Linked DNA regions of Mus musculus: region 1 is linked to region 2. The links are chromatin contacts, called in public HiChIP or PLAC-seq maps. All regions are on one chromosome and are shown on one strand. Each heading gives the region's core, a stretch centred on a gene start, on an enhancer-like site or on the middle of the called end of the contact. The rest is flanking DNA. Distances are from core to core; before and after follow the strand shown. Region 1 overlaps Sox6 (SRY (sex determining region Y)-box 6). Region 2 has its middle 130 kb from the start of Gm34282.

Region 1 (5,580 bases), core at 2,086-4,585, 490 kb after region 2:
ATTTAAACCCCTTAATCTCATCTCAATCATATCAAATATTTAGAGCAAACATATTTCCATCTTTCATTTAGAGTTTAAATAGGTACCAAGGGGGGAAATCTAATTAAACAGATGACAGTAGGTAGGGGTTTGTAAATTGTCGATGCTTTCAAAATGAACGTTTTTTTACAGTTATGGCATCACAATTGGCAAAAGAATAATGTGAAGAGGCTGTTTTCATTGCAGGATCCTCGTGTTCTCACACCATGTAACTCACACCAACAAGTTCTGTGCCACCTCTGGGCCAGAGTGGATTTCAACCTTCTGTAATAGTATATGAAAGATGACATTGAACATAAGTGGACAAGCTGCAATACAAAACAGCAACCACATGGATATGACTGATGGATGAGAAAGGGCTTTATTATTTATGGAAACTTAGAACATGGAGCACCTAATTATCCCTCTCCTCTTAAAAGAGCAGTTAAGCACTGCTGTGGGTCCTGTGTCTTGTCCGGATAATAACTGTTTCTACCAGGAACTCAGCTAACTGGAGCTCAACAAGCACAACAGTAGAGGCCACAGATCACTTTCTCGTGTAAAAGCAGCTAGCTATGCCCACTGTCTTCTTTACCTAATGGGGGGCAGTATTGTGGTCCACAGCAAATTGTGCTTGATGAAGATGGGAAATGCAGTTCTTGGGAGCCCAAAGGTATGTTCCCAGACCTTAAAAGAAACCCATGCAGAAACCACCCAACAATCAGAAACCTAACCAAGCAGTCGCACTCCTGAGTCACTTTACTTCAGGGTTGGTCACAGGAGTTTGCCAAGATGAGAAACAGCCAGGCCTTCAGTTCAGCACTGCTCTGAAGCTGAGGAAGCCTGAACAGGCCTACTCTCTGCACTCAAAGGTGAGCTAAGCCATGCCCAGCACGCTTGCTCTGATTTTTCCCTCTTTACACCCAAACTAGTCACAGCAGCTCCAAATTAAAAAAGAAAGGTAGAAAGAAAAGGGAAGGTCTAGAAATTAGCAAACACTGCCTCGGGAGTTTTAAAGCCTTAGCTTAAACTTCAAAGAGCCAGTTTCTAATTCTTAAAAGAATTTCAAACAAGAAAGGCCATGTTTGTAAACTGAGGCTGAATCCCAGATGGAAAAATACCCAGTGGGCTTTTCAAGCAGTCATTTGGCAGTATGTCAGGATATAACAATGGCCTATGATAGTGCTAGTTTTTCTCAGAAATTATTATTTATAAATATCTGATCATTTTTGGGACCAGTTTGGCTCTGCCAATATCGGGGTACAGCAGCCTTCACTGTCCGCCAGCGTTCACTCATCCTCACTGTGTGTGTGGATTTTACTAATTCACAGTTTTAGGAGCCTCCTTAGTACTTGGTATTTTTTAAACATTAATGTGGTGCTGTCTATAACTCCATGAAAGCTCAAATTGCCTTACATTAAAGGTTTAAAAGTAGGAAATAGTCATTTCTGCAAAACACAAATGCTAGAAAAGTCTCAGTCAAGTCCGAATAAAGATCTAAATAGAGTTGCCAAGTTCAATGTTCTTGTAATGGCTTTTCCCATTTTCTAAAATCCCAAGATTGCAAGCGTAGAGTTGTAGGGCACTCAACATTTCCTAGAATATTTAAATGTTGAAAAAATGTTTCTATCTGTCATTGTAGCATATGGAAAGAAACCTACATAGCTTATTAATGTCTTTGGAATTGTTTAAGAGGATTTAAAGATATGAGTTAAAAGAATTTCATAATCTTAATTTCAATTTCTCCTTTTCATTTAATAGTAGACATTCATTAGGACCCACACACTGTAATAAATTATAATAATTTCAAACAAGAATTAAATTACTAGGTACCTAGTGAAAGAGCCATTTTTTCTTAGGTACCCTGTAATCTAACTGTCAGATTTAAAATCTATTCCCAATCAACTCTTCACAACACTCACATTTATTCATCTATGTTAAATTAATAAAAGGTGTGAATAATGCTGACAAAATTGATCATTATTGTTCATGTAGATTTAGAAAATTATAAGGTAATCTAAAATGTAAAAGGAATTGAGAGAAACTATTAAGGTTCTTATAAATAAATTCATCCTATGCTATTTTTTCAAATCAAGACTGAAACTTCGATGAGACTTATTTAAATTGGCTACATATGCTATTTGATAAATTGTACAGTTTTAGAGCACAAACCGTTTTCATTATTTTTGACAAATATCAGTACAAAGACTCTACTATAGCCTTAGAGTGTAACAAATACTTTAGGAGCATATGGCAAGAGAATTCCAGAAAGTAAGAAGCTAATGGTATCCAGGGACCGTGTAGCTTGCTGAAGAAAAGATACAAGCACAGGGACTATCCAAGAGTCTCCCAGAAATAAACACTGCCCCTTCCTTTTCCTCTAGGTGTAGCAATGTAGGTAAGTTCACACTCAGTCCAAATCTATTCCAGAACATGTCAGTAGTACTCCCTGTGTGGACCCTGTTTGCATACTCCTGAGTGCTCCACCCTGTAACCCCGCTGACCCTCCCCTTTCTACTGGGCATCCCTGAAGATAGGGGAAGCATGGCGACATCTGTTCCCATTCACACCGATTTTAATTTACCAAAAGAGCTCCGCTATTTTCAGAGCAGACTCCAGAGCACAATGACAGATTTAGGGCCTTGGCTGAGGTTGCATTTCCAGTGTGTCAGCATTTCCTCCTCACAGAGAGTAAATTCCAGGGGGTCACAACAGAGGAATCGCTGAAATTCTAGCTTCAGAGAAGACACTTTTCCCACCCTACTTATTTTGTCCTAACTGGAGCCGCCACTGCGCTGCCCTATCTGGTGGGCACCAGTGGTGGCCTGCAGTAACTGGACTAAAGTTATCTCATCTTAAGCAAACGTGGAGGTCCTTTGGACCCTTCCTGTGAGGTTCTCCACACAATTATCTCGTCCAGAGCTGACTGAAATGTAATAGCTGTCGCATAACAATTTTATAACTACACATTTATAAAGGACTCATTTTTAAAACACAGCCACATGCCCTGCCTGTTTCATAATCGGATCGCAGGAACAGTTTTAAGTTACAGATATTCTCTCTAACCTAAGAGTTGCACAGTTACATGATTTTTTTTTATGGAGTGCTTTTTGCAAACAATTTAAATGCAAGTTAGGAAAGTCACTCACAGCCACACCACGGCAGTTTTCCTGGATAATCCAGAGATTTTCAAGGCACAATATGAACAGCAACTTGAGAGAAACAATGCCCAAGTTGTGTTGTGATTACTCAGACATGAGCAGCTGAGCAGAGAAGACGGGCAATGGAATGTGTGCAGCAATCAGCTCTGTTGACTAATCAGAATTTGAGACACTGGAAGGTAATAAGGGTATTATAAAGAATGGCTTATTGAAGGAGCAGCTGTTTATGTGCAGCTCACTAGACTGCCATGGTATGTTTTGGTGAAAATGTTTAACTCCTTTTAAAATGATCATTAGAGAAGAGACGACAGCAAGTACCAAGAGGCAAGTTTGGAAGAATCAAAACACCGAGATTTAACAGCTTTGGGACGGTTATCTGGGAGCTTGGAAATGGTCAGAAATGCCAGTCCCAAGGCGCTTTTAAAATTAAAAGTACTTTCTATTCGTTGTTGTTTATAAAAGCTTAGTAGTTAGGCCATCATCGTTACTAGACTGATACAGGCACAGGGTGAGGCAGGAATATAATGGGGAAATCCTCAGGGCAGAACAAAAAGAAAGAGGCCCCTGAAAACAGCCACGGGACAAACACAAACCAGAGACTGACTTGGAATTCAGAAATGGGCTTATTGCCTCAATAAACAGAAAGGTGGAGATGCCCATGTCAGTCACAATTTCAAGTTTCAAATGCTGGTTTTGCTCAAAATATAACTACTAACAGCCTCTCCTATTTTGATTTCAGAAGAGTAAATAATTTTTAAAACACCAGGGAAGAATGTAAAACAATATTTCATTTACTGATATTATTTCCACACAGTGACTATCACCCCAGCTGAACTGTTGGTCATACTGAGTGTTAGCTTTATGCCCAGCTCATTCAGCTTGTCCTTTTACTTTCTCCCGAGAAGCAACTGTCTGGCCTTGTTCTGCCCCAATCACTTCTGGAACAACAACAAAAACCCATAGTATACCATAAGAGTAACAAACATTTCACTGGCTTTCTATAATATAGCATTATGAACATTTCTTTCTGACAAGTGTTCAGTAATATTTTTAGGCAGTCAGCAAGCAGTCAAAACTCTGCTATCTTTTTGTAACAGTTCACATGTCAAACTGGCAAAGTGCCCACAGTATAAGGCTGGAAAAAAAAATCTATTTAATGTCTGCCCCACAAGGCAACATGAGGTTTGATTGGCAGAAAGTGGAGAGTGGCTTTTGATCGTGTGTCCTAACATGCAGTTCCAGCTCCTGTCTTCTCAGCTGATGGGCTCCACATTACCCATTCAAACAGCAGTGACAGAGCACTGCACCACTCCCCGGCTGCAGTCACACGCAGTGGGAGCTAGGCTGGGGACAGCGCCACTGATTAAATATATCACTTTTTCAAGACAAGCAGGTTGTCTGAATCAAAGTTGGACAGAATAGACTCAACATTATTAAAAGGGGATATAAAACTCGGATTGAGTGATGTTCAGCCAGTTTGCACAGCCTCGGGGATTCCTGAGCTGACAGGGAGAATAAGGAAGAGCAGAACTCATAAAACAGGGCCAGAAATTAGCTGTGACACCTCGCCTATTTTCCCATCACTTCAGGACCAGTGAGTTTCAAAATCCTGGAGTCCCCTTTTCCCTTTTTAACTTTCATTTTTAAAAAAAAATGAATTCAGCAAAGGAAGAAAAACACATGAAAGCGTGCTGACTGCAGTTTGTCAATTACTGTCTTACAAGGAATAAAACGGCAGATGCAGGCTTTTGCATCTCATTTAAAAATACACTAATACAGGTTCTTCTAACGAGGATCCTTATTTTTAGATTTTATTGCATTTATTCACTTGGAATTATAGTATAACTTTTAAGTCTAGGAATATTAGAATCATAGAAATCGTGCAGTTTAGCATTTTATAAGTTCTCTGACTAGCAGAAGCTATGGGAGAGCTGGTTATCATATTTAGCACCCCTATATTCTCTGCTATAGCATGCATACTACTTAAACATTTTTGCCTAAAATATGTTTACATACATAAACATCTAAAATGAAGACATGCTCAATACAAATTTTTATTGTCTCCATTTTTTAAAATTACTGAACGTAGCTTCTAATAATGTGCGGGGCATCAACAGATACTTATAGACTGTGAAGAAATAAAAACTAAAGTTGTTTTCTATTTGGAAAAGTAAAAATAAATGTCCAAAGAAATGACAAAACTATAACCAACTATCTGGAACTAGAAACTAAAGGTATAGACTAAAATTTAAATAATTGTCTAAAACAAATTATTTGAAATCAAAATATACAGTCAAGTAAAAAATGGTCAGCCCAGGTATGATTTTAAAGCACTTGGAGAGTTTAATCTTTTCATATCTCTGCTATGAGGACTGGCTTTTATTTATTTATGGTCGTTAGT
Region 2 (5,842 bases), core at 1,659-4,158:
CTCTGAGCTCTCTTTCAGTCTTGTCTTTCTTGGCCACCAACAGAGAGACTCGGTAGGCACTGTCTGTTGTAATACCCCGCTGAGTTACTGAGCCACACCCTCTCTTCAGCCTCCTGAGCTGCTCTTCTCCCATGTCTGGACTTAAGCCTCTCGGGCACTGAGAGGGCCAGCATAGATTGGACTTGGTCCATTCTCACAGGAGATGCAGGTCTGTGTAGAAAAGTCATTTTTAATAGATAAATGAAGAGTTATAGAGACTGTAGAATCTGGTGCACAAATCGCAGTATCAGCAGGGGTTGGCGAGGTGGATTAGTGGTTAATAACACCGCAGTTGCTGCTCTTCCAGAGGACCCAGGCTTGGTTCCCAGTATCCACACGGCAGCTCACATCATTGTTAACTTTAATTTTAGGGGATGTGATGTCCTCTTCTGGACTTCATGGGCATTATACACATATAGTACACATATATGCACATGTACAAAAAACACTCATAAGAAAATAAGATATATTTTTTTAAAAATGAGCAACAGAGGCAGGAAAGAGAGTAAAGTCAAGCCTCTGAAGTGTATATACTTTGAGGAGAAGGCTTCATTTTCTACCCCCTAAACCAGAGGCTGGGTGATAAAAGGAATCCTAGACCAGAAAAAGCTTGGAGGACCTGTTTTTTTTTACTGCTTACAGTCATTTCCTTTTCAGAACTGGGTGCCCTTAAGTGGGCACCCATATTGGTTTTGTCCTGTCTAAGGCATCCCAGGCCTGAGTACTCCAGCCTCTTTCTCAATGCATGCCATGCAGAATTATATGGTACTATAGAACAAGATGGCACAGTTTCTTTCCTTCCAAAGAGTCACCTGTAACCATACTGACAGAGAGGAAGATATTCTAAAGAAACACCTTTGTGTCCCTTCCCAACCCTACCACAGACAATCAAACTATGGAGATGGTGGTCCTCCAGGCACTAGAATTTCCTCAGCAAAATCATGCTCAGAGAAAGGAAAGAATTGAAGCCTGTACCAGCCCGAGGGAATCGTGTCTCCCTGGAGACACAGTTCTGACTTGTCAGAAAGCCTTGCAGAAGAGACTAGAGCAGAGAGGATGATGGGTCATTGATGGATACAACCACACCTTGATCAGGACTTCTTTGTCACGTCTACTTCCTGCTCTCTATAGTAACCCAAAATTCATGTCAGTATCCTGAAAATAGAGTAGAAGTCACTGGATCCCTCAGTGGGTTCCTTTTCTCAGTGTAACCATATCAAATGAATGTCAGTTTTCTGCCCTTTCACAACTACTTGTAACTGGCCAGTAGAGGATGGGTGGCCAAGCCTAGCTTATTAGGGGTGCCAGAGCCTAGGCTCTGACCCTAACAACTGCAGTTACAATCCCACCCTAGCAGCTCTGAGGTTTAAGGACCAAAAGTTTGTGTAAGGGTCAGGCACATAATAGAAAGTAAGGCCTTTCCTGAGGCCTTTGCGTATCCTCTACTTCTCTGTTCCAGCAGATGCAACCTTTAATTGGAGAGCTGAGTTGAAATTGCTCCTGTCTTGAAATTCTTTGAAGAATTGGTTAGTTATAACTTTGAAGAATTGGTTACTTATAACAACCACGAATCTATGAGTAGGACTACAATTGCAAGAATAGAATGGAGGTCTAGCCTCCAGTTCTGAACATAAATGCTTCTAGATGTTCAAGTAATATTTAAAATAGGGAACAATTCATTCTGCACTGGATTGAGTAATTAGGTGTGCAAATGGGTATAACCAGTCGATGTGTGAGGCTGTACATCAGCTCTTTCTGGATAAAAGTCTTCAAAATGACTTTATAAGGGACTGAGGAGACAGCTAAGTGGGTTAAGAATGGGTTAAGAATACTTATTATATAAGCATAGGTACCTGAGCTTAGTTTCAATTGTTCATATAACAAGATAGATGGTGTCTAGAATATATCTGTATAGATCTCTGATCTAATGATGGATCACTTGATGCATGCCAACCTAGCCAAAATAGCATGAGCTCCAGGTCTAGAGAGAGACTGAGAGACAGTACATCAAAAAGAATAAGGTAGAGAGAGTGATAGATGAAGATACAGACACTTTCCCACAGCCTCTGTGCACACACAGGCACATGCGTGTGTACACATACACAAAGGAAGTTAAATTAAAATGATTTTATAAATGTGACTTACTTTCTTGAATCTTATATTAACATTTAAAGAGACCTCTCATAGTAGGCACTGCAAAGACAAAAGTTCCAAGTGGCAGCCTTTCTTTCCTTTCTGCTTTGTAATCCTTGCTGTGTAGTCTCTCTGTTCTGGTGAGACAGGGTCTCATGGATCTTAGACTGTCCCCAAACTCAGGATGTAGCAGAGGAAGACCTTGAACTTCTCATCCTTTCAGTACATACATTACAAGCATGCACTAACCATACCTCATGTATAGGATTCTGGGGATACAACCCAAGGCATGGTACATGCTAGGCAAGCACCAACTGGGCTATACCCCCAGTTATCCATTTAATCTCTGAGAGTCAACCCTGCTCAAATCCTGCCTGAAGTCCACTGGACTCTGAAGAGTCACGGCCTGAGTCCTGGTGGTAATGAAGCCATCTCTGCCTCCCTGGTTCCTGATCTCTCCCCCATGAGTGCAGACCCCTTCCAGTGGTCCTCTCTATCTTCCAAGGCAGTAGCAAACCCTACTTCTATGTCTGTTCTCATTCATTCCACCTAGTTTCCTGTGTTCAATGCTGTCCCGAAAGATACCCACAGGGAACACAAACCTGACACATTCTCCCTGCTGGGAGCATTTTGCTCCTGGGAAAATGATCTTCAAAGAACACCTTCAGAGAATAGACAAGAAGAAGGCAGGGCCACATCTGCCAGCCACTGAGGGCCTTAGAAATAACTCCTCCAGCTGCTCAGTTCTAAAAAGGGAAAGCTGAGACCTAGAAAACTGGAGTACTTTGCCTGAGAGCACACACGACATTTCACAAAATTCTCCAGCATTTTGGGTACTTCACAACCCATTTTTCTGCATGCATCTTGTAAAGATGTTTTGAACAGGTAGAAGAATCAGACCTAAAACCCAGAGCCAGCACACAGTGTCCCTTTGGGAAAAGGACTATTTAGGGATCAGGGCATTTGGGGGAACCTCTGTGTTTCAAGTACATCAAGTGAACGGAACAGTGATGGAGAACAACATGGAAGGAAGACCAGAGGTTGAGGGGTGGGGCCAAGATTCAGCAGAGATCCTGGGTGATAAGAGGAGGGTGGACTTTTCTCCCTAGTCTGGAAGGTTTGAACCTATAAAGCAGTGGCTCTCAATTGTGGGTTGAGACCCCATTGTGTCGAGTGACCTTTTCACAGCAATCACAATATCAGATACCCTGCAGATCAGATATTTACATTATGATCCATAACAGGAACAAAATTGCAGCTAAGTAGTAGCAATGAAATAATTTTATGGTTGGGGGTCACCATCACATGAGGCACTCTATTATAGGGTCATAGCTAGCATTAGGAAAGATAAAATCTACTGCTCCGGAGTCTAGCAGGTAGGTAATCAGCTGAGAGCATTAGTTTTTGTTTTTCCACTTTGGTTCTTTGTCTTTCTTGTTGTCAGGAGCCCCACTCCTCTAACAGGGAGGAGAGGGACACTTTGACTGACTGAAGAAGTAAATGAGTGAACCTTTCTTCAATAACAGGCCAAGATAAAGTCATCAGAATGGAGAGAACTTTAAGTGAGAAAATGCTTCCATAAGATCCAGCTGTAGAACATTCTATTAACTGGTGATTAGTGGGAGAGGGAGGGGTAGTGATGCCATCCATGGACTGGTGGTCTGGGGTTCGATAAGAAAACAGGCTGAGCAAGCCACATTAAGCAAACCAGTAAGCCTCAATGGCTTCTGCATCAGCTTCTACCTCCAGGTTCCTGCTCTGTTTGGGCTCCTGTCCTGACTTCTATCAATAATTAGCAATGATTTGAAAGCATAGCCAAACAAGGCCTTTTCCCCCAAGTTTCTTTTGGTGAAGTTCTCTCATCTAACACTAAAATATAAATCTTTTCTCCAGTTTGGTACCTGCTATCACATCTGGTCCAAGTTCTTATCTCCAGAAAAGAGACTCTTAGCAAGAGACCTTGAATGAAGACCAGAGTGCTCAGCTGGAGAGCACCTTCTCCATACACACAGTCAAAACCATAAGACTTGAAGAAAAGTGATCAGAGTCTGTTCTGCATAGCAGATGAATCTTGTGCCATTTATGTCTTCTAGTCATTCATTTCTCTGTTGAACTAGACATCCTGGTCCAGCACCCCCATCCATAAGGCTGATGCTACAATTACAGAGAGAAGTGATATCACCAAGATGGCAGATTACACTGTATAAACAACAGATTCTCTAAGAGACATCTAGACTCAACAGGAAGTTCCATCTTCTGGTATTTAAAGCTGAATTCTCAAGACTCTTTTGAGGGCCAGCTGTCCTAAAGACTGGGCATGAATGGGACAGACCCTGACTCTAGTGTCAGGCATTATGGTTGGGTTTTGCTGTGAATACTGGGTTTCTGCACACAGAGGCAAAAGAGTGTGGTTGAAATACTACAGAGGAGAAGCTGTAAAATCGCTGGACTGGACTAATCCTCACACTGTATACTTGAGAACTGAGAGAAGTAGAGGCAGTGGTTAGTGGGATCTAGTGAGTCTACCAGTAGAATGACCCCAAGTCTGTCTTCAGAAAATTGATGTGAGGTTAAGGTTTAAATGGCAGGCAAGGGGTATATATTAACTAAGAAATCCTGGCCAAGGTAAGATCCTGCTTCTCATTGTTTAGGCTCTTAATCTGTTCTTCAAGGTGGTGCGATAAGGAATCACAGGAAGACAAACTTCTCTGGATGACACCAGACTTTAGCCTTCGCTTTCCTCAGTATGAGATTCCTGGGGAAATTTTAATTCTTTGGGGCTCGTTTCAATAGCCTGATGGCCACCGGGACACCAATGTCTCTTTAGAACATGGTGCACCTGCCAGAATGGTTTTGCTTTAACTTTACCACTAGCACATCTACTAAGGAAGCACATGTCTAATGAAATGGATGAGCCATTGTTGAGTCTCTTCTACCTAGTGACAGAGCAGTGTGAGAACTAGAATGTGTCATCTGCGCAGGCCACCATATCTCTAGCAGCCCTTCTTTCAAAGGTATAGAGACAGTCACCCTACTATGACATTATCTGTGAATCACCATTTAACAGACTTGCCAAAGTCTTTACGCACCTGAGAAGCGAGTTTACTTCAAAGTCATATATGATGTTCTCTAAGCTCTTCCCAGCCTCCTATGGGAAACAGAGAACCTGGCTTCAGGCTCTTCCTATGAGACCTCCCTCATCCTCAGAGAGAATCAGAACCGTTTTTTCTACCTCTGCCAGGTGGCCTCTGATGCCTCTCTTCAGAAACTCCACCATTCTGTCTAGATCTGGTACTAGGGTCTTTAATCTCTTTGGAGCTCTAACCATGCTCTTTTCTCTTGGTTTGTCCATCCAAGGCACTAATAACTCTTCTCCTTACCCCCAGTTACCCATCTCAATTTCCTCTCGAACCCCTTTTCCCATCTAAAACCAAGCAAAGGCTAGATCTCTGAATGTGTCCCTTGTATGTATCAAGCTGCACTCTGGAATGCCTTAATGAAACAGGAATCTTTCCCTTGAGGGTCTATGGATCCATGCAAGCTGACAGGGATCCTGGTAAATTCCTGAAAGGGATCCTGTATTCCTCCTCACTAGAATGTTGGTAGACTCTAGAACCCAAAATGGCCAGGAAGACTCATTGCTTTGGTGCCTTCTTTGTTCCTTTGACCC

The links. HiChIP or PLAC-seq counts read pairs in DNA pulled down with a chosen protein or histone mark.
Region 1: a contact with region 2 is called in an H3K27ac HiChIP or PLAC-seq map of SST interneurons, with 2.9 times the contacts expected there. The contact joins two enhancer-like sites. A contact is called at or near these places in 1 of 115 datasets of contacts at active chromatin or transcription factors (SST interneurons) and 1 of 9 other capture datasets (embryonic tail).

Annotation. Positions count from the first base shown.
Region 1 is chr7:115,747,971-115,753,550 of GRCm38.p6, forward strand. The region is part of intron 4 of Sox6 (SRY (sex determining region Y)-box 6); the gene reads right to left. Among named protein-coding and RNA genes, the nearest start is that of Gm51455, 250 kb to the left of the region's middle. Within about 2 kb of position 3,336, at least 43 of the 459 cell types and tissues checked have an H3K27ac peak or open chromatin away from gene starts, as enhancers often do. A contact at or near this core is called in SST interneurons, where this site is marked.
Region 2 is chr7:115,260,368-115,266,209 of GRCm38.p6, forward strand. No RefSeq gene overlaps it. Among named protein-coding and RNA genes, the nearest start is that of Gm34282, 130 kb to the left of the region's middle. Within about 2 kb of position 2,909, at least 3 of the 459 cell types and tissues checked have an H3K27ac peak or open chromatin away from gene starts, as enhancers often do. A contact at or near this core is called in SST interneurons, where this site is marked.